4 separate regions of the Mus musculus genome follow, and regions 2, 3 and 4 are each linked to region 1. A link is a contact called in public HiCAR-type and HiChIP or PLAC-seq data. All regions are on one chromosome and are shown on one strand. The core of a region is the stretch at or near the end of the contact, and the rest is flanking DNA. Distances in the headings are between cores, read along the strand shown. Region 1 holds the start of Tpst2 (protein-tyrosine sulfotransferase 2). Region 2 holds the start of Grk3 (G protein-coupled receptor kinase 3). Region 3 overlaps 2900026A02Rik (RIKEN cDNA 2900026A02 gene). Region 4 overlaps 2900026A02Rik (RIKEN cDNA 2900026A02 gene).

Region 1 (5,281 bases), core at 332-2,831:
CACAGGAAGAGGGTGGGCAGGTCCAGGCCCTAACCCCAACAGGTACTGAAGCTGTCAACCACAAATCTGCTCACCACTGCTGCTTACTAGCAGGTCCCAGGAACCGCCCGGATGACATGCAGGGTACCCCTCAGAGCACTAATGAACTAGGAAATCATTTATAACAAATGCATTGAAGCCAGGAAGACGCTGATGTTTCAGAAGAAACGAAACATATTCAGAATTTATGGGAAACCTCAAGCCAGGCAAGTGGCACAAGCCTCTAATTCCAGCACTCCGGGGCTGAAACCGGAGAGTCTGGGGTTCAAGGTCAGCTTGAGGTAGATAAGACTTGGTCACAAATATCATCATAACCATCACATTCCAGAGGCAGTAAAGTGGTAAGGCACTTTGGGAGTTTGGCAGCTCCTCAATAGGTTAAACTTTAAAGGGATCCTGAAATTTAGGCAAAACTGAAAAGAGAAATACAGTGTGTGTATTCCCAGCAACAATACTAATCACAGCCATAAAGGAACATCAACCCACTGTCCATCTACAAACCAATGGACTACACACACACACACACACACACACACACAATATCCACACTAGGAAATACTATGCACATGAGGAACCATACACAGAACCACCCAGAGCAGAGAAATCCATAGACAGATAGTAGTGTAGATGAAGGTGAGCCGGGGTCTGGGGAAAGAGGTTTGGGAGTTGAGGGTTAGGGACTGCTGCTTTGGGGGATGTACAAATGTTCTAAAAGTAGACGAGGATCAGTGCGTAATGTGAGCATCCTAAAACCCACCAACCACCTAAAGTTTACTTCCAAAAGAAGATTTATATGGTTAGTGGATCAGACCTTCAGAAAAAGTGTTACAAAAAAAAAAATCCTTAGATACGGTTTTTAAAACAAGATATGGTAAATGGAATGAGCCCAAGGCGAGGCAAGGCGGGTACAGCGGTTCACAAATAACTTAACAGCTTCTTCAGGGTAACGAAACAAACCCAGTTCTGTATGTCCGGAAACAGAGGCTGGAGAAAGGGCATGTCCCCAATACTAAGCCGGAGCCTCCCAGCCCGATCTGCCCCAATGCAGAAGCTGGGCCTAACTAACCATCGGGCATCCCTGCTAGAATGAAAGAAACAAGGGGTTGGGGAGGGCAAGGAACAGTATGAACACCGGGAGCAGTGGGTACAGGGGCAGCCACCTCTGGGGGGAGGGGGGAGGGTCACACGCTCGCTCGCGCGCACAAAACCCCGCGGGAGAGTTTCTGCCCCGTCCTAGCTGTGAGTCCCAGCGCCCGGGCACGTGACCCCAGGCCTCAGTTTCCCACGTGTGAAGCAGGAAGCAAGCAAAACAGGGCAGAGCAAGAGAGGTCTACGCGTTCTTAAGAACCACCGTGGGCCGCGACCTCCGCAAGTTAACTTCCCCGCGGCGCCGCGCGGGTGGGGCTCCAGGCCACGCGCGTCCTCCCGCGGCGACCAGGCCTGTCCGCGCCGCCCACCGTCCGGACCGCGCCACGCAGCCCTGACCTGGTACTGGCCGAGGCCGCTGCCACCTACCGTGCCCAAATCGGCGCCCGCGCAGACTCCGGCTCCCTGCCGGCCGCCAGGGAGGCGCCGCGAGGGGCGGGGCCGCGTGTCGTGACGCAAGGGGCGGAGCCACTCGTGATCACGCCCCTGTCGCCTAGTGCTTGACCACGCCCCCAACGTCTATCGCTAGAGCCGCGACACTCCAGGCTTGCCCAGAGGGTTGGGGGCGGGACCCAGATAGGCCCTGCCCACACGCACGGCCTCCGCCACTCCCCCTCCCCTAGCTTCCCCTCTAGCGCCATGACGCAAGGGGTGTGGCCAAGAGAGCCCGCCCCTTCCAGCGTTGCCCCGCCCTCATCTCCTCCCCGGGGGCGGAGCCCCTGCCGTTAGAGCTTGCTGCTCTGGCTCCTTTAACTACGCAGGGCGTTCCTCCTCTGCACGGCATCCTTGAGGGCGCAGCCACAAGCTGGCGTTCAGACGCTGAGCGGGATGGCTGTCCGTCAGCGCAGGGGTGTGCACTATAGGTACAGGATTGGGTCCCAGAAAGGAGCCAGCCCAAGGTGTGCAGAGCAAAGGAGAAGGTGTAGGCTAGCCTCTCGCTGCGTCCTCTATAGCCTCTGTTTACAGCGCGCGCGCGCGCGCACGAGTTGTGGTGTGTTTTACCATTTTAAAATACATTAGATGGCTCGTTTGGTAAAGACGCTTGCAATCCCCGAAACCCGTGCAGAGATGGAAGAGTAGAACCGGCTCCACAAAGTTGTCTCCGACCTCCACACGTGTGCCTTGACACACAGTAATAAAAATAAATATTGAAAATAAAATCCTGGTGTTTGCGAGATGGCTTAGTGGGTAAGAGCGCCTGCCTCTAAGTCTGACGACATGAGTTCGATGAGGGACCCACATCATACAAGGACGTACCCCTCCCACCCAAACAAATCCTTTGACCTTCCAGGGTGTTGTGAAACCGTATACCCCAAACCTGTACAAAACTAAATGAAATTCATTTTTATACTAGTTACAACTAACACAAATATCTCTACAGGCCAGACAAAGCAAGGCACACAGATATGTGTTTGTCATTCATTCATTCATTCATTCATTCATTCATGTAGTCTATAAAACAGTGCCTGCCCTGTGGGAGATGCTGGGCTGACAAAGTCCCCGTCTTGGTGAAGCCAGTTACCAAAAATGAAACCACACAACATAGCATTTACTGAGTGCATATTTGAGATTTTTTTTTTTTTTTTGTGACTAACGACACAGCTCTGGGAGTTTTATACTATTTATGGGTGAAGAAAGATCAAAGAGCAAGGTCTGCCTGAAGGGGACTTCTGCTCCGCTGAGGGCTTTCTCTGAGCTTTATGATTCCACAAGTAAGCTGGATTCCCCTCAACAAGCCTTCCCAGCAGGGTCTGGAACTGGCCAGGCAAGAGTAGGTTCCAAAACTAGTCCAGGGAGGAAAAAATGAGGTGCTTACCTCATGACCCAAAGCACAGGCAGGGTGGCCTGTGCAACTAGTCATGAAAAGAACATTAGTCACAGCAGGGCCCGGGGGGGGGGGGGGGGCAGGATCCAGAAAGGAGGAGGTCAGCCTGGGGCCTTGCTTGAAGACAGGTAGGCAGGATGTGGTGGAAGGGGAGGATGTGGCCTGGCTCCTGTGCACTGTGGAAAGGCATCTATCTCCACAGGATCCTGCTGAAATGGAGACAGGGTCCATGTTCATCAGGGAAGAGTATGGCTAGATAAGATTTCTGTAGAGACCCCCTTGGGGTGCTTTTAGGGAGGAACAAGCAGGTAAGGGCTTTGGCTCATCCCAGGGGTGGTTAAGCATCCCAGGGTAGGCAAAGGATGCAGAGGAAGGATTCTGCTTCCACAGATGCTAGGAAGGCAGGAGAGGCAGATCTGATGGGACAGCTGGAATGAGCATGCTCTCAGTCACCCACCCAGATTAGCAAACACGCAGATCTTAATCTGTCACCTCCTGGATCGATAGGACACCCCCTGACCCCCTTGTGGATCAGCCTGGGAATCTAATGTGACTTTGAAGGCAGGTGGGTGAACCAGTCATCAATGTCCCTGGCCTGGGACCTTCTGGGATGGGCATCTCCTTCATCAGCCTTCCGGCCTGCTTCCTTAAGCAGGTTCACAAGGCATGGCGGCTTAGGGGGTCTCCAGAGCATGCTTGTCAGAAGCATGGGATAGCGATGTAGCACCAAGCACGAAATTCTAAACTCTTCCTAGCACCGACCCTCCCCTGCTCCATCCCATCTCCCAACCCCCTGCCCCAGGTTATAGTGATGCTATAAATCAATGGCTATGCCTTCTTCAGATTCTTGCTGTACCTGAAGCTATCCAGAAGAGCATTCGGGGGCTGGGGATGTGGCTGAGAGGTAGAACCAGATGGATACTCTCAGGGCCCTAGAGTCCATCCCCAGAAGCACTGAGTTTGTTCTATCTGTTTGTTTGGGTTTTTTTGTTTGTTTGTTTTTGTTTTTTCTAAATAATTTCCATTGCTTGCTCACTCTTTCCAATAGCCTTCTGAGGTTTCTTATTATCACACTCATTCTACAGATGAGGAAAACAGAGGCTCAGTCAGGAAATGTGGTTTGAGGTCTACAGCTAGCTAATGTAAATTCAGGTCTCTCTCACACACACACACACACACCCCACCCCCCCACCCCCCCAGTGCTCTGGCAGCAGCAGGCAGCAGGCAGTGGGTTCCTTCTCTGTCAAGAAGCTTGTTCGGTTACCATTTCTTTTTGGATGGTTAGGCTTCAGGAAACACCCTTTGATCTCTGGCTCAAATGACTGGCTACCATGGCAACATGGCTCCAAACAAAGTGGTCATATCTGTTTTTGTCCTCTGTGTGTGTGTGTGTGTGTGTGTGTGTGTGTCCCAGAGCAACCTGAAGTGCTATGTTCTAGAATCCTAGTGGCCTCCTTTGAGACAAGGTGTCTCATTGGCTAGAAGCTACCAGCACAGCCTACAACACCCACATTTTCACATGACTTCTAGGCACTGAACTCAAGTCTGCATGCTTCATGCAAGTGCTTTGGTGACTGGTCTGCCTCTCCAATACTTTTATTATTATTATTATTATTATTATTATTATTATTATTATTATTTTAAACAGTCTCACTATGTAGCACAGGTTGGTCTTGAACTCATGGTCATTCTGCCTCTGCTTCCCAAGGATTAGACACACACCACCATCACCAGACTCAGATGCTCACCTCTTCAGAGCCTCCCTGGACACCACAGGACCATGTCTCTCTCTTAAACTCAGTTGCTGCATGCCCTTCGGTGCCTGATGCTGTCTGGGTTGTGGTCGATGACCTTGAACACTTCTAGGGCTAGTCCTTTCTACTGGGCAAGCAGCCCAGGTACTCAAGCCTGGAAGACGTGGGTTACCCCTGTCACCATGGAAAGAGCGCTCCATCAGAGAGACACTTTGTCTTCCCAAACACTTGGATCAAAGATTCAAGATCTTGGATCTAGTCGGGGGTTAGGGGCTCAGCTGAATTGCAGTTGTAAGACCAGTGTGAGGTACAGGACTCCAGGGCTTCTGGAGAAGCTTCTAGAAAGGTGGGCCTTGTAGTCACAAGCCTCTGCTTTCCTTTAGAGTCACCCCCAAGTCATGTTTTGAGTTGTGGTTGAAACTGGGTTTCAGTTTCAAAACACATGGTGGTTTCTCATGCATCAGCTCTGAAGTTCTTCCCCAGGTGGTCAGCGCCTCACATTTCCAGGACAGGGCAG
Region 2 (5,369 bases), core at 2,020-4,519, 740 kb before region 1:
AGTTCTCTCCTTAGCTTTTTTCCTCAGAGGCTGTTATTAGAATATACTCTGGTGGGCCAGAAGTATGTTTTCACATTCGCTAGTCTCTCTCTCTCTCTCTCTCTCTCTCTCTCTCTCTCTCTCTCTCTCTCTCTCTCTCTGTGTGTGTGTGTGTGTGTGTGTGTGTTACCTATTTCCACCACGTGGCTCCCAGGGATGGAACTTTACCCATGGAGACCTCTTGCCATCCTGAGAGCCATGTCCTGAATATGCCAGTCTTGGCCACATCTCCCCTAAAGATACAACGTGGGGGGAAGAGAGAGTGAGCATGCTTTGAACCATGCGGGAACCCTGGAGTTCTGGCAATTCTCAAAAGCAGCTTGTGCTCTGAGCGCTTTGGTCCTCTGGGGGTGGAGGGGGCTGGGTTGGTATGGTTTGCCAGCGAGTCCTGCCCACCGAGCACACACGTGGGTGGTGATTTGTTTTCTGTATCTTTCTAGAGACTGCAGGCTGGCGAGGATGCTGTCTAGTGACAGGAGTCTGAGGCTCAGCTATGACAACTGTGTCAGTGTCATCCATACCTTCTGTTTTCGGTGAGCATGAAAAAAACTGCATCACATTGAAAGACCCCAGCTATGACAGAGGGGCAGGAACCAGCAGAGGGAAGCCAGAGTGGGCTGCCAACTACTACGTCCAGAAGTGGTACCTGGGCATGAGGTCAGCTGACCTACACAGTGAGGGGCTTCAGAAACACAGACATGTTTTGGACACGCTGTTCCCTCTGTTAGAAAAGCAATCGCCTGTGTTTATAAATGGACATCACTGTTGCCATTTTTGGATCCTCGAAATGCCCTAGGGAGAAGTTATTTTTGGTAAGGGGGTCTTCCTGCTTCAGTGTGTAACTGTGAGTTGCTGGTTTGGAATCTTCTCCAGCATGGGCCAAGTGAGAGTAGAAAAGGAGGTGATCTTGGCGGAGGATCTGCTAGGTGTCAGGCAAGGTGCTTGCCCGTATATGCGTGTCCACTGTGTGTGAACCTGTGTGTGTACATGTGTGTGCATTGTGTGTGCATGTGTAGATGCCTGTGTGTGCATGCATTGTGTGGGTACCTGTGTGTGTATGTAAATGGGCATTGTGTGTGCATGTGTGCATTGTGTGTGCATATGTGTGTATTGTGTAGGTGCCTGTGTGTGCATTGTGTGTGCATGTTTGTGTGTATGTGTGTGTGTGTGTGTGTGTGTGCACCTGAGCAGGCCACATGACAAACTTGGGTGTTATTTCCCATTTGGAACTTCTAAAAAAATTACATTTATTTACTGTGCGAGTACACGCATGCATAGGTCAGGCACACCTTCCACATGTTCGCTCTCTTCTGCCTCCAAGGGGATCTTGGGGACGAAACTCCACACTTATGGCAAGAACCCTTACTTGGTAGGCTACTTTGTCTGCCTCTCATCTTGTTTTCTGACACTTGCTCTCTTAATGATCTAGAAATCATGAGTTCAGCTAGGCTGGCCTGCTGCTGAGCCCCGGGGCTCCCCCCATCTTGTCTTCCTGGTGTTGGGGTTCCAAGCATGTGTCCCCATGCACTCTATGTGGGCTCTGACAGTTGAACTCAGTTCCTCATTATTATGTGGCCTGCACTTCCCATCCCAAGGTACAGCTCTAGATGCTGCCCTCCCCCTCTGTTTACTCAAAAGAACTGGTCTCATTACTCATGAGGACAGAGCCACAGAAAGCTGGGACCTTGCCCCTGATTTCTCTCAGCCTTTTAGCATAGACTAAAGGTTTGAATGTGGCTGTCTTCATAACTTACTACCTACCACAACTTGGAAAAGGAACATGACAAGACAAAAAAAATCTTACTAGGTCAAAAAGGACCAAAATCAATCAATCAATCAATCAATCAATCAATCAAAAATGGGGAAGGTGGGAGGGTTATTTGTTATCTGATCATCTGAGGATCCCAGATGATTAAAAAAAACAACAACAACATTTTGGAAGAAACAATATTCAGACATGAAGGAGCAATGTGTTTTGGGGGGAACTTACCCCTCTCTCCTCACTGGGTAGACAAGGCATCTATGCTCCCATATTTGGGTGAAAAAGTGAATGGAACTGGCAAATTCAACTGAAGGCTTGGCTCTCCCTGTCTCTGCCCCATTATACAGTGGGCACTATAGCGGTGATGTGGGCTGTCTGTGGCAGACCCAACTCCTTCAGGATGTTCCCACCCCTTCCCACCTATACCTTTTCTAGTCCCTCTAAATACTGTGCCTTGGGGATTGAGAAACTTCTGGTAAAACTAGTCCTTTGGGAAACAGAATAGACAGAAAACAAAAGCAGGAGAACTAATCAAAAAACGTGACTGTAAACCCCCAACAGTTCACTCTAACCCTGGCCAATCCCGGGTTCACAGTGATGTATGGCAATTTGGATAAAGGCCCTGCAAGCTTATGATGTCTGCAGATTTCCTGATCCCTTAACAGGTACCACATGGATTTTGAATGTGGACCCCTGTGCCCAGCTGCAGAGAAATGAAATAGTGACCTAGGCAGGGTTGGGAATTCCCTACTGCCCAGAATCAAGTCTCAGCCCTTCCACTTCCCTGAAAACCCAGGAGGCTCTGCACTCTCATAGGGGCACTTCCTCTTGTGGTTCTTGAGTTGGTAGAGAGCCTGCAGAAGCTAGGATACCTTAACCCCCCCGCCCCCCAACTGGACACACACCCTGAGGCCTTTCACCTGAATGCAAGCCAGTTATGACCTTGAACCTAGAGTGCTTCCATCAACTGGGTCCCCTGGGACAGCGCTGCTCCAGGGCAGGACTCTCACCCCACTTCACCCTGCATGGCGGGAGCCAAGCAACTTTCTCTTCTATGCTGGTGTCTCTTGGCTTGGTTCTCAGAGGGAGGTCTAGGGTGGGGCTAATGGCTGGAGACACCCCCTGCTGTAGCTCTGACCTCTATTTGGCAATCATTCGAAAGAGCAGGTGGGACTACTCCAGGATACCTCTTGAAGCGTCCTCTCCAGGACAGTGTGCTATTGGAGACCTCCTGGAGTGTCCACTCAGTACTGGGCATCTGGACTGTGCTTAGAGAGCTAAGGGTGAGAAAGAGAGGAAAAGGAGGAGAGGAGAGAGAAGAGAGGAGGAGGGAGAGGGAGAGGAGGAGGGAGAGGAAGTCCCTGGTGCCTGAGAGGCTGGGTCAGGAGCGCGTGGCCGCGGACGGTTGGGGGCGCGCCGGGCTGGGGCGCGGAGCCGCGGAAGGGGCGGTGCGTCGGGGTCCGCGTCGGGGTCGCGCGTCGGGCGCGCCGTGGCCCCGTCGGGGCGGCGGGAGCTGCGGAGCCGCCATGGCGGACCTGGAGGCCGTGCTGGCCGACGTCAGCTACCTGATGGCCATGGAGAAGAGCAAGACGGCGCCGGCCGCGCGCGCCAGCAAGAAGGTCGTCCTGCCGGAGCCCAGGTACTGCTCTGGCCCTCTCCGCCCTATCCAGTCTCCTTCGGTTCTTTCCCTCCCTCTCAGGTCCCTTCCGGATCCCTCCTGGTCCTCTCCCTCACCTTCCCCCTCCCCCCCCTCCCCCGCCAGTTCCCTCCAGTCCCCTCTTGTCCCCTCTGGTCCTCTCCCTCCTTTTCTGGTCCGCCCGCCAGTCCCCTCCGTCCCGCTGTCCCAGGCTGGTTGCAGGGCTGTCTGTCTCTCAGCCCCCCTGCCCCTGTCCTCTGGCCCCTTGCAGTAGTAAGTAGACCTTGAGTTCTCAGTTCTGTCACCAGCGCCATTACCTGAGCCACTTTCCTCAACTTGGACCCCTGGCGGCCTGCCCTTTCTGGGAAGGATGACAGGAGAGCCACTTGAGCCTAGCCTGGTCTTGCAAGACTGGAGGTTCCCGCTGCACCGGCTCCGGCTGGCCGCTCGCTGCCAAGTTGCTCTTAATATCACGACTGATTTATTATTGATTTTTCTGAGGTGTGATGGCCTCTTAGAGCTGTACTTGTCCCGGGGAGTTCTAGGCGGTGTTCCAGAGTGGGGCTGTGTGTCACTTCTTAATTGACCCCACTGCCAGTTGCTTAGCTGGTGTGGCTTCCTTGAGTTGATGAAAAAATTGGCTCGGACTTTACAGCCACCCCTGAACCATGCAATTCTGTAAGGCTCTAAACCAAAGCTGCATCCCCTTTCAAATGGTCAAGCGTGACACGCCCATGTGGCGGCAGTGTTACCTACCTTCATGTGAGAGAAAATATACACATTTACTCGTCTAATTTTTTGAGGTCCTGGAGATGGGACCCAGGGCTTCACACACGCCAGGTAAACCGTCTGTCTCCTTAGCAGTATGCATAGCCCTCAGAGAACCTTTCAATACCGAACAATGGTCAGATTATTATTTTTTTTCCCGATCGTGTTTGTGAGCCCCGTGATCCAGGAAACATCAAATCCCCGTGCCGTGTTTGCTAGGAAGAGTCACACTGTACACACAGCTGCGCTGGCTGGGTATTTTTGGCTTGCCTTCCCTTGCAAGCCTTGGCCCTTCGCTGTTTTTTTTGGGGGGTGTGTTGCTCCTTGCGGAGTGGAGCAGGCACAAGGGGACACTTGGGTGGACTGGACAGTGCTTGCCTTCCTGGAGTTCAGCCTGTCTGAGACTCACTGAAAACAGGACTTGATTGAAATCTTCAGTAAGTGGGAGGGACCAGACCCAGGGCTCCCCAAGTCACAACCAAGCAAGCTTCAGTAGAAAACTTTCCCCATTGGGAAGGGGGACATGAAAAAGCTTCATTCCATTCTCTCTTCCCTTCCCTCTGCCCCCACCCTGTGAGGGGCAGGGAATCTTAACTATGTATGGTTTCTATATATAAAACCAACAAATCACAACTCATAGGGAGCTTTATGGGAGAGGGAGTATATAAGATGACTAAAATTAGGAATGTCTGTCCGCTCATCATCATTTTTTTTCTTGGTGTTTTTAACCTAGCTGGGCTGCTCTGTGCATGCTTGCTTGCTCTTGGCTGCACACCCTAGCGCCCAAGGCCCTCACTTCTCTGTACAATACCCCTCTGCTTTGACAAGGTCTTTGGTGATACTTTGTTTCAAAGGAGATGTGGTGTGGCTGAGCCTGTGAGTCCTGAGGTTGAGGAACGTCTAAGGGAGCATCAAGTTAGGGTGGGGTCCTTTGAGGACCGCTGTTCTGTAGCTGTTTTTTCAGGTAGACTCTTGAATTAGACCATCTGTCCCCCGCTCCAGGAGTCTAGTCTGTTGCCTGTTTGTCTCAGTGGCTTCAGCCCCCAAGCAATAACCAACAACTCAACCACAGACGATCCTGGTTCCTTGTAAGGACTTGGCTGTTGGAAGAGGGGATGGTGCATTTGAACTTGCCCCTTGGTCGTTCACTATTGATTTTTTTTT
Region 3 (5,407 bases), core at 2,011-4,510, 940 kb before region 1:
CATTCATTCATTAACAAATGGTTCTGTGTCAAGCACTAGGCTGAAAGTCAAGCCCGGAGGAGTGAACCCTGGGTCAATCTGGACGGAGAATGGGACAGCAGAGGAGGGGGCGTGGCTTGGGGCAAGAGGAGGATCATGGTCTGGGGCAGAGAAGGGTGTCAGGAATTGAACCCAAGTCCTCAGGCTTGTTGGCAAGCCCCTTTATCCACTGAGTCATATCACCATCCCGTGGTACTTCTTTGAGACTCAGGTTCTTTAACTGTAAAATGGTCCTCTCCTCCATCACGGGGGAGGAGCGTTCGTAAGGTGGGTCATGGAGGGCATCTGATTGAGCTCAGGGCGTGAGCCCAGAAGAGTTATTGTCATGATAGCCTGTGTCATCAGAATGGTTCCAGCAAGCAGGTACCTTGCCCAACCTAGTGTGTGTGTGTGTGTGTGTGTGGTCAAAGGTGACACTTGGGCTGAGCCTTGAGGGCTGGGTAGGAGGTAGGGCAGAGGCAAGACCTCACTCCTGGTCCTGCCCAGAGTGCAGGGCGTGTTGAGCAAATAAAAGACCTTTACACTCCTGTCCTGCATCGGAAGGCTTGGGACTGAGGGGACCAGATCCCTGCCTGGAGGCACACACTCCTGCCCCTGCCTGCTTCAGATTCCGGGAGTGTGGGTTAAGCCCTGCCACTCCTCTTGGGGGAACTTGATGGATGTTTGGAGACAGTGAGGCAAAATTGCTGAGAAGCAACAAAGGTAAACCAAGGGGGGCTTCCCGGAGGAGGCAGGGGGAGAGGTCAGCCAGGCCCCATGGAAGAGGGTGTAGGGAAGGCCAGAGCTACTGATGTACTGTGTTATGTCAGACCCTCCAGGCTGAGTCCTTCTGTCTGTCCCCTCTTTGTTCTTCCTGACAGTCTTCTCAGGCAGTGTTGGTTGTGGAGACTCCTCCACTGCCACCCATGAGCAGATCATGAAATGGGAGCTTGGGGGAGAGAGAGGAGGAACTGAGTTCTGTCCTTAGAACTGGCTGTCCATAGCCATGCACCTCCCAACTCTGAGTGTCCCCATGTGGCTAGGTGTGGCCGCCCACTGCCCTCACCCTGACTGCTGGCCCGGGAAGGGGAATCGCTGTCTGAGTGGAGGGCTCAACACAAGACGGATATCTCATGGAATCTCTTACTTGGGAGCGTCCCTGGGCCTGAGAACTCGGGGCTCTCCTGTCCCCAGAAATCCTCTAGTCAGCTGTGTGGGAGCGACTATCAGGAAGCAATTAAGGACTTGACTTTGGGGCCTGAGTTAGCGCTGCCCTTCTTGGTAATCGGGCGGTTAGGTGACCTTTGAAATGTTTACAGCCCTGTCTCCGTCGAGGATAGGGATATGTTTTCAAAGTATGATCGCTGACTGCTTACACCTGAGTCAGCTGTGCGCGTTGTTAAAATACTCCAGGAAATGAAAGTGTCTGACCCCAGATGACCAGCTGGACGGACAGTTCTGAGAGCCCCACTTCCCATCCCCTTTTGGTCCTCCCAAGGCTTCCCGTGCACAGAATCTAACTCCTCCTGAGCCCCCAATCACATCTGCCTACCTTGACGCCTGCTTTCAGATCTGCTCTGCCCAACATTAAGTCCTGGCTTTATCTGCTGTGTGACTGCCATCGGGTGTGTTAACCACTCTGAACCCGTTTTCTGTGTATATGAGGCAAATTACTTATCCATGAGGGTAGCTGTGGGGACAGAGAAGGACTTGGCAGGTGTGTGTTGGTCCTAACTGGATAGAGAAGGTGCTCAGTGAACAGCCGGGGTTGGGGGCTGCGGGGCGGGACAGAAACTAGCATCAAGAGGTGCAGCTGGTGGCTTTGTCTTCCCATTGACAGCAGGATGGAGCCTGCAGCCCCACAGTAGGGAAGGTCAGGTAGGTTGTGTGGAGTTTGGTAGCTTGTGGGTTTGAGGCCACCCTGCCAGAGCTTGTGTCTCAGAAGACATCTGGCAGTGAACGCGTTAATGTCTCTGTGGCATGCGGCTCCTGTGTCGGTTTGCTTTGTCTGTGATCACTCTGTGTAACAAACATCTCCCAAATGAGCAATTTTTAAACATAGGCATGTTTTGCACTCCGGTCAGCGAGTGGCTTGGCCAGTCAGTCCTCTGACAGATCTGTTGGCTGACAGCATTGGGGTGTGCTCTTCAGGGGGTGGGGTGGGGCTGCAGGTGTGCAGGTGTGGGGTACCAGGTGTGCAGGGGTGGGATACCAAAGAGTGCAGGGGTAGACAGCAGGTGTGCAGGGGTGGGGTACTAGGTGTGCAGGGGTGGGGCAGCAGGTGTGCAGGGGTGGACAGCAGGTGTGCAGGGGTGGGGTACCAGGTGTGCAGGGATGGGGCAGCAGGTGTGCAGGGGTGGGGCAGCAGGTGTGCAGGGGTGGGCAGCAGGTGTGCAGGGGTGGGGCAGTAGGTGAGCAGGGGTGGGCAGCAGGTGTGCAGGGGTGGGGTACCAGGTGTGCAGGGGTGGGGTACCAGGTGTGCAGGGATGGGGCAGCAGGTGTGCAGGGGTGGGGCAGCAGGGATGGGGCACACACCGTCCCCTCTCCCTTGCCCCATCAACCAATCAGTCAGTCAATCAATCTAACAAAAAATGTTAAAGACGGATAACCGTAGACATCCCTTGTGGTGTTCTAGGACCTTGTGACTTATGTAATAACGACACAAGGCCCATTTTACACAGAACGCACTGTGCTCCGCTTGGAGTCTGTTTCTTTAATGTGCGCAAACTATAACTTTAAATCTCCCTTGTTTGCACCGCTAGCAGAAATAAGGACAGCAGCAGCCATAAAATAATTAATCATTAACACGGATTGGCCAGGGGAGGGGGGGGCGGCGGTGTGGTGGCTCACTCCTGTAATCCCAGCACACAAGAGGGAGATGTAGAGGGACTGTCAACGAGTTTGAGGCCAGCCTGGGCTACATGGTGAATTTGGTGCAGCAGCTTGTGTTGCTTTTGTTACCCAGGCAGGAGGGTCGCCAGATTCCCAGAGGCCCTGCCAGAGGTGGCAGGCGGAGGGACCAGGCTTGTCTTGCGTGGCTCTGCCTCCTGGAGAAGCTGGAATACTTCCCCCAAGTCAGGGTGGCAGCTTCACACTACCCATTCTGTGGCACTTTGTTTGCTTTGCTCCTCCTGTGGCTACAGGCCTTTCCCAGGGTTTGAACTGCCCATCCAAGGAGTGAGTGTGCAGGGCATCCCAGCGAGAGAGGCCAGTGGCTCTGGCTGGCTACCAAGGGTCACCCTGTGAAACACACAGCCTGGCCTGTTGGGACATGATGCCCAGGCTTGTAGGCTTTGCCCTCTGAGACTGTCTAGGGCACTGGGCGGGCTGGGGAGGGAACTCCCAGGGACCTTTGGCTTGGTACCCCGCCCAAGTTCATCTTTCACTTCAGCTGGTTGTGTGTCAGGGACCTAGCTTGGCAGCCGGAAGGGCCAAGGCTGGGGCCAGTGAGGATTAAAGTGTATTAGAAAGTTCCCAGCGTGGGCCTCTCTGCGCTATGCCGTGGTGAGCATCTCCTCTCTCTGGTGCAAGCAGACAGAGCCAAGTGAGTCTTCTGCTACATCTCCAGAAAGGATCCAGCCCTTTAAAAGGCAGGGCCTGGGGGAGCCACCGTTCGCCCAGGATGTGCTGTGTGCCAAGTCTCTAGCTTGGGAGGTGTTGGGTTCTGCGTCTTCTTGTCACCCTCCGAGTGACTCAGATGGTTGCTCTGCATCATTAACCTTTTCATGGGCAAGCTGACTCGAGGTGCGGAACTTCAGGAGAGATGCCTGTCTGCGTCAGCTGAGGCACCAGGACTCCTCAGTCCTGGGAGGTCCCACGTCCAGCCAGAGTTCCGCCTTCTCTAGGGAGAGTGAGCCCTTTTCATATCTGTTACTTATTGAGCACCTGCTGTGTACCCAGGCCCCAGGCTAGACCCATCCTACCATGAAGGAGGAGAGAGACGTGGGAGACAGAGAGCTATTTCCAGGGCAGTGTCTAGGGTCCAGTCTTGGTCCTGCCTCCCATTAAGCCTTGAGGCCAGACTGTTTCCTCTGTGCCATTAGGATGTGGTTAGGATGTGCCAGCGATAGGTGATACTGTCCCTCCTGGAGAGGGGAGATGGCTTGGATACTCTCAGATTTAACTTAAGAGTGCGTGTAGATGCCCATGAACCACAGGCTCCCCCACAGCCCATATGTTCCACTTTCCTTCAGTTCACTCAAAAGTGGGTGGAAGGGAGGGAGGGAGAAAGGAAGGGAGGCGGCCCAAAGCCAGAAGAATTTTCGGAATGCCCAGAATGCTGGCTGACCCAGCCGGTAGGTGTGAGCCATCTTTCCCAGCTTTGGTGGGGTTCAGCCCATCCGCCAGGCTGCTGGGTGTGCTGCCCAGTTCTCAGCCTGAGGCCTGAGTCACCCCTGGGAGGTGCTTTTCTAGGGACAGACCCCACCCGACTCAGAGCCACACAGCCTGGGGTCACAGGTGTGCACGTTAGGGCTTGTGAAGACGGGTACCGCTGCAGCTCTGTTGAGGCAGGTGGTGATGGGCGAAGCTCCTACTGTGTGCGGTAAAGCACCTACTGTGTGCCAGGGGCTCCTTCATGGTGAGGTTACATGTCCCTCAGCCTGAAGGTGCCATGAGGGTGCTGTCTAGTGCACCAACGTGTGGCCGGTCTTCTGTGTTCTGTGCAGTTGTCTCTATGTGCTTCTGCCTTAGAATGCAGCCGTCCCTTACCTGGGCGAGCAGTGTTCCACCCTCAGACTCCTCTGTTCGACAAGGGACTGTGAGAAAGGAGGGAAGGCCTGTAACCATATGCTCTAAAGAGTCCATGCTGATAGCATGCGTTTAACTGAGAGATGACCATGAATGCCATAGAACAGGGACTTTGATCTCTGGAAACTCTCAGCTGTGCGTCCCTGGGCATATCACATCCCTCCCTCCTGCCTCAGTTTCCCTTCTGTAAAGCAAAGTCCCGAGAATCCCGTTGGTTAATACCTCTGTTCTTTTTAATTGGGTTATTATTTTTACTTTTATGTTATGTTTGCTGTGTATGTTTTATGTATGTTATGTCGCAGTCCCCCGAAGTGGAGTTATAGAAGTTGTGAGCTGTCACGTGGGTGCTGGGAATCAAACCCCCGGTCCTCTGAAGAGCAGCCAGTGCTCTTAACAGCTGAGCACCCTATTCCCACCATCCTTACAGCTTGTCATTTTACATGGCTGCATACTTTTCCTTATTGTGAGTAGACCGACTCCTAGAATTCTGTGAACTGTAACTGGCAGATGGAGTGGGTAGCGTAGGGTGGGGACCACAGCAGATGTCCAATGTTATAGCCCCATAGGCATTGTCCTTAGCGCATGGTGTGGGAGCAGTGCAGACTGGGACTTCACCCCTTCCTGGCCTGCACACTGGGCT
Region 4 (5,447 bases), core at 1,266-3,765, 830 kb before region 1:
TTAAATGGGGAGACAAATGTTCTGACTTGTTTCCCACATAGACGTTAGAGTGTGTGCTAGCCTGGTCTCTCAGTGCAAACCTTGGGGAGGAACTTCCACCTGTCTTGGTCCTGGGACTTGTCAGTTGCTGGGCCAAGCCAGTAGATTTTCAAATTCTAGATTCCTGACTTATTTTCTTTCCTTTCCCTTTCCCCTCCCTCCCTCCCTCCCACCCTCCCTCCCTCCTTCTTCCTCTCCCTCCCTCTCTTCCTTCCTTATTTTCTTTCCTTCTTTCTCTCTCTCATTCATTCATTCATGACAGTGTTTCTCTGTGTAGCTCTGACTGTCCTAGAACTCCCCATGTAGACCAGGCTGGCCTCGAACTCACAAAAGAGATCTGCTTTCCAAGTGTCAGGATCAAAGGTGTGCACTGCCACCTGGCCTTTCCTGAGGGTTTCAAACATCATTTTCTTGTGTGTGTCATTATCAGAACCTCCTGGTGCATTGGTGGGAAGGGTAGAACAAGTAGGTTGCCAGGTGGGGGGACTGTAAAGAGCTGTGGATCCCACAGACGTAGCCACCCCCTACTCCAGGCCCTGCCGCTCACCCATCTTGCAAACCAAGAGCTACACTCTGCTTAGTTCCTGTGCCTTGGTTTCCTCCTCTGCAGGCAAAGTGCAGACTGAATGGCCTCTGAGCCCCACCACCCCTGGGTCTGCTGTCTAGGATTTGGTTCCCCTGATTTAAGACTTAGCAGAACTACGGCAGAGCCAGGGTACCAAGACTTTCCTTTTTTTTTTTTTTTTTTTTTTTGCCTACTTTTGCTTTTAAGCTTTTGAGATGGGTTCTTTCAATGAAGCTTTTGCTAGCCTAGAACTCAGTACATAGCTCAGGCTAGCACTGAACTCATGGCCATCCTCCTGCCTCAATCCCCTAAGTGCTGGGATTACAGGCATGAACCGATCCCACCAAGCTTGTTCTGAGTTTTCTGACATGCCCCACCTGCCTGGGTCACCAGGGAGCACGAGGTGTCTTTTGCAGGTTTGTCATCTCTTTGGGGGCTGAGAGAGGAAGTAACAGTGTAGGGCGGGTGAAGGCTTGCCGTGTTATGGAGGGAGATGGAAGAGAAGGAAGAGAAGGACCTGTTTTCTTGGGGAAAGCAGGGCTCAGCATTTAGTCACAAACAGGGAGGCTTCATTGGGAGGAGCCTGAACTGCCGAGGCTCAGGACAGGTGAGGTTAAGGTCTGTGCTGCTGTAGGGAGGGAGGAAGCCACACTTTGACTTAAAACCCTGAGAGCCACTGGCTTTGCCTCCATGAGCCCCTGCAGCGAGGGAACCCAGTGTTGCCCAGGAGGCTGCTGCTTCAGAGGCCTTGACTCGCTTGCCTATCTGCTGTGTTTAGGGAGCTTGGGCAGAGCTGAGAGAACACACAGTCAGCCGAAGGTTTTGCCTTCACGTGGGCTCTGAACTTAAGGCTTTCTAGGAAGTATAAGAGTTGCGAGTCCCTTGGGAAGCGGCTGACTGTGGGGCCTTGTAGCCGTGACACTGAGATGCTCTGACATCTGAGGATGAACACCCTGCGGCTGACTGTGAGTGTCAAAACAGCCAGCTGTTTAGCAGCCACCACCCTTGGGACTCTTAGGTGGCTGGCACTGTGTCCCACACAGAGGGATGTTCTCTGGCCACCGAGGGGCGAGCATGTGGAGGAACTGACCCAAAGAAAATCCCAGACTAGAGTCAACCAGGGTGTTTTATTTGGGTGATGGACTATTTACAGGTGTTCCCTATGATTGTGTACCTGTGTGTGCCTGTGTGTCTGTGTGTGCATGTATGTGTACATGTGTGTGCATGTGTGTTTGTGTGTGCATGTGTATCTCTGTGCATGTGTCTCTGTGTGGGTGGGTGTGCATGTGTGTCTGTGTGCATGTGTGTCTGTGTGTGCATGTATGTGTACATGTGTGTTTGTGTGTGTGCATGTGTGTCTGTGTGTGCATGTGTATCTCTGTATGTGCATGTGTATCTCTGTATGTGCATGTGTGTCTTCATGTGTGTCTGTGTGTGTGTGTGTGTGCATGTGTGTCTTCATGTGTGTCTGTGTGTGCATATATGACTGCATATGTGTCTGTCTGTATGAATGTGTAGGTTGTGTGTGTGCGCAGGTGTGTCTGTGTAAATGAGTGTATGTGATGCTGACAGATGCTCTACCAATGAGCCCCCCGCCCCAGCTCCCATTGCAACTCCTTTGCAACAGAGGTGGGCCCTGGCTCTGAGGCCACACAGAAAGGCTGCTCCCAATGCTGCTGTACTCTGTTGCTCGGCCAAGATGTTCTGAAGTGGGAGGAAGCCGCGCCAGGATGATCTTCTCCCTCCTCATCCCCCACCTCCAGAGTCCTCATTGAAAGACCGTAGCTGGGAGAGTCATGAAAGGCCAGGCTGGGAGGCCATCTGAATCACTGCTGAGTGAGCAGCCCACCCAAGGCCACTCTTGGTTACTCTTGAGAGCTCCAGGGCATAGTGGCTGGTTTCCATGGTGACAATGCAAGACAAGGCCTTTCTCACACCATCCGGATGAGTGGGGACGTCAGCAGGGCAGGTGTCACACTGACTCATGAGCCACCCCTGATGTCAGGCACTAGACAGGGCCCACGGCTAGCTCTGTGATGACCTGTCCCCTTGCTTCCAGCCTGCAAGTCACACCACTGGTCCAGGGCATCTCTTTCCCTGTTAGATTGAGCTCTATGAGGTGGCCTCACATCAGGTGACTTGATACAGGCTCAGGGTCACTGCTATGTGGGTGCGGGGCTGGACAGTGCTGGGAGGTGGTCTGGTAAATCTGGAATGTGGGAACAGCCTTCCTGGTGTTTCTAGAGTGTTGAAGTGGGAGGAGATGGGCTGCACTGTGTTGGACACAGGCACTGACAGGGCCAAGTGACACCCATCAGGACCCTGTACCTGGCTCTAATAAGTTACTTTTCTTGGTGCTGTATCAAGATTCTGGCTAATGGAGGGAATTCTGGTTATCTGAGGGGGTTCTGGTTAACTGAGGGGCCCTGGCTAATGGCGTGGGTTCTGGGTAACTGAAGGGGTTCTGGTTAACAGAGGGGTTCTGGTTAACTGAGGGAGTCCTGGTTAACAGAGGGGAGGTTTTCTCCTGCCCACTGCTCCAGAAAGCACAGCCCACTGTGGTGGGAAGGCCTGGCCACAGGGCATGCTTGGTCCTTGGTGGTAGAAATTTGTTCACATGGAGGATCTGGAAACGGCTTGGGCAGGAAGCAGGACAGATTCACTTTAAGCCGGCCTCCATCAGCCCACGCTGCTGGTGAAGCCTTATGCCCCAAAGATTTCATAACCTCCCTAATGGAGACCAGGTATTCACACAGAGGTGCTGCAGGGGACATTCATACCGGAACCAAGCCACAGTCCATCCAGAGTGCCCATCTGAGCCCAGAAAGTGCTGCTTCCTGTCCTGTCTCAGCAGACTGGGGTGTTGGTCTCCTTTGCGCTAACATGGGAAGCAGCGGGAGCCGGGTACTGTGAGGGCGTGTGTCCATCTGTGCCTGAATCCCTCCTCCTGTCCTTGCAGAACCAGCTGAAGCAGTGTTTCTCCAGGCGAGCCCCTGAGGCCAAGGATACTGACACCCTCGTGCAGGAAGCCGACAGCCAGTATGGGACCTGGGCAGACCAGCACCAGAACGGGGGCAGGTAAGACTCACCTAGGTGATGCTGCCCGGTCCTCGGTGACACAGATGGGACAGAGGCTGCCTTGGTTTCTGATGCCGTGATTAACACTGTGACCTAAAGCAACTTGGGGAGGAAAGGGTTTTACATTTCCACATCACGGTTCACTACTAAAGGCAGTGAGGGCAGGGAGCTGATGCAGAGGCCATGGAGGGGTGCTGCTTACTGCCTTGCTTCCCCTGCCTTGATCAGCCTGCTCTCTTATAGAACAAAGACTACCAGCCCAGAGATGGTCCCACCCACATCAATCACTAATTAAGAAAATGCCCTACAGCCTTGCCTAAAGTCTTAATGGGGGCATTTTCTCAATTGAGGCTCCCTCCTCTCAGATGAGCTTGTGTCTGGTGGACATAAAACTATTCGGCACAGAGTCTATGTGACAGTCTCAGAGATTTCTGTATTTTAGGAAATTGTAACAGGAAGAGGCATAAGAAAGGCATAAGAAAAGCTCAAAAAGATGGAAATAAAGTGTAAAATATTGACAGCAGGCAAGCAGTCTGGACAGTCAGGAGCGTGCAGAGGTAGGCAGACCCACAGGGACAGACACCCACAAGGACAAACGTACAGACATAGTAAACTGGAACACTGCTGTAAACAGGAGGCAGGTCAGCAGTGCGGGCAGCGGTCTGGGTACCTTGTGGTAGCACAGCATTCTGAGGTTCGTCAAACACAAGGCTCCCCACACGCATCCACACGTGCCTTAAAGCATTTATAGACGACAATGCCATATTACAGTGCCAAAGCCTGGTCTCTCCCATGAGGCCAGGCTGGTCTCTCTGGGGCCGGCTGCACAGCGCTGTAGGGTGTGTCACTCCTGGTAAGCTCTGTGTCCGGAGTGCTTTTCCACTATGTAAACACACTGAAGATGGACGGACAGACAGCAGCCCTGGGTCCACCCCAAGCCCAGGAAACAATTATGTACAACAATGAACAGTAACAGCCAACAGCAAAGTGTAAAACCAGAAAACCGCTATTGGGCCTCAGGGTCACAACTGCATTTGTGTGTCTGCTGTCAGGAGTGTGTGTGTCTGTGTGAGTCTGTGTGTTTGTGTGTGTACACATACCTGACGATTCATGGTCCGCACACTATTCTGTAAGCAGTATGAGCATGTATGTGGTTCGAAGAATCCTCTTCTGCCTGGCTGGGAAGGAACCCTTGGGTCAGCTGTTGGGAACTGCAGATGGGAGGTGGTGGCAAACCCATCCCTCCCTCATGGGGGGTGCAGGGTCAGTGAGATGAATCTGCCCACGGGCACCTTCCTCCACAGAAAGGGCAGGTGCCTGGCATCTGCTGCAGGCTTCGGTCATGCCTGACTGACTAGCCCTATGGTCTCTGGACATCATGCCAGGATGGGAAACTGAGGCTCAGAGAGAGGCAGGGACCTGAGTAAAAAAACACTCTATCAGTGGCTAAGTGATCTGGGCTTGTACCCGGGCCTCCATCTCTCCCACCGCTCCTAACCTATGACTTATGTGTGTAGTGAGCTTCCTCGAGTGTTTGTAAGCATCCCTGTGGGAGCTTCCAACTATCTGGTTATCTGTGCTGTCTCCAGAGGGACCCTGAGTCCCTGCAGGACCCCATTCCTCCAGCTTCTGTCTGAAGATCTGAGACCTTGGAGCTTCCAATGGCTAGTGCCCCCTGCTGTCCTCCAAAGGAACTGCAGCTTCCTGGGACCAGGCTCTCTTGCCTTGGACAGTGGTGCCCCCTGCTGCCTGGAAGGTGGTACTT

The links. HiCAR-type assays count read pairs that join an accessible place to other places. HiChIP or PLAC-seq counts read pairs in DNA pulled down with a chosen protein or histone mark.
Region 2: an H3K27ac HiChIP or PLAC-seq map of bone marrow-derived dendritic cells shows a contact between it and region 1, with 4 times the contacts expected there. The contact joins the promoter of Grk3 here to the promoter of Tpst2 in region 1. A contact is called at or near these places in 3 of 39 promoter capture datasets (cranial neural crest, embryonic stem cells and hippocampal neurons), 3 of 115 datasets of contacts at active chromatin or transcription factors (bone marrow-derived dendritic cells, embryonic hindbrain and embryonic stem cells) and 1 of 9 other capture datasets (embryonic stem cells).
Region 3: a contact with region 1 is called in an HNF4G HiChIP or PLAC-seq map of pancreatic cancer cells. The contact joins the enhancer-like site here to the promoter of Tpst2 in region 1. A contact is called at or near these places in 1 of 39 promoter capture datasets (embryonic stem cells), 3 of 115 datasets of contacts at active chromatin or transcription factors (astrocytes, embryonic stem cells and pancreatic cancer cells) and 1 of 9 other capture datasets (pancreatic islet).
Region 4: a HiCAR-type map of astrocytes shows a contact between it and region 1, with 2.4 times the contacts expected there. The contact joins the enhancer-like site here to the promoter of Tpst2 in region 1. A contact is called at or near these places in 2 of 39 promoter capture datasets (the C10 cell line and liver), 1 of 484 Hi-C or Micro-C datasets (large pre-B cells) and 4 of 115 datasets of contacts at active chromatin or transcription factors (astrocytes, cardiomyocytes, large pre-B cells and 1 more).

Annotation. Positions count from the first base shown.
Region 1 is chr5:112,273,045-112,278,325 of GRCm38.p6, reverse strand. It overlaps Tpst2 (protein-tyrosine sulfotransferase 2), which reads right to left and starts at 1,581. Exons shown (of 7, transcript NM_009419.5): 1 at 1,555-1,581.
Region 2 is chr5:113,013,438-113,018,806 of GRCm38.p6, reverse strand. It overlaps Grk3 (G protein-coupled receptor kinase 3), which reads left to right and starts at 3,269. Exons shown (of 21, transcript NM_177078.4): 1 at 3,269-3,440. The coding sequence starts at 3,328.
Region 3 is chr5:113,214,739-113,220,145 of GRCm38.p6, reverse strand. The region is part of intron 1 of 2900026A02Rik (RIKEN cDNA 2900026A02 gene); the gene reads left to right. Among named protein-coding and RNA genes, the nearest start is that of 2900026A02Rik, 3.8 kb to the left of the region's middle. Within about 2 kb of position 3,260, at least 77 of the 459 cell types and tissues checked have an H3K27ac peak or open chromatin away from gene starts, as enhancers often do. A contact at or near this core is called in pancreatic cancer cells and pancreatic islet, where this site is marked.
Region 4 is chr5:113,099,694-113,105,140 of GRCm38.p6, reverse strand. It overlaps 2900026A02Rik (RIKEN cDNA 2900026A02 gene), which reads left to right. Exons shown (of 13, transcript NM_001375886.1): 7 at 3,564-3,682. Among named protein-coding and RNA genes, the nearest start is that of Crybb3, 21 kb to the right of the region's middle. Within about 2 kb of position 2,515, at least 35 of the 459 cell types and tissues checked have an H3K27ac peak or open chromatin away from gene starts, as enhancers often do. A contact at or near this core is called in astrocytes and pro-B cells, where this site is marked.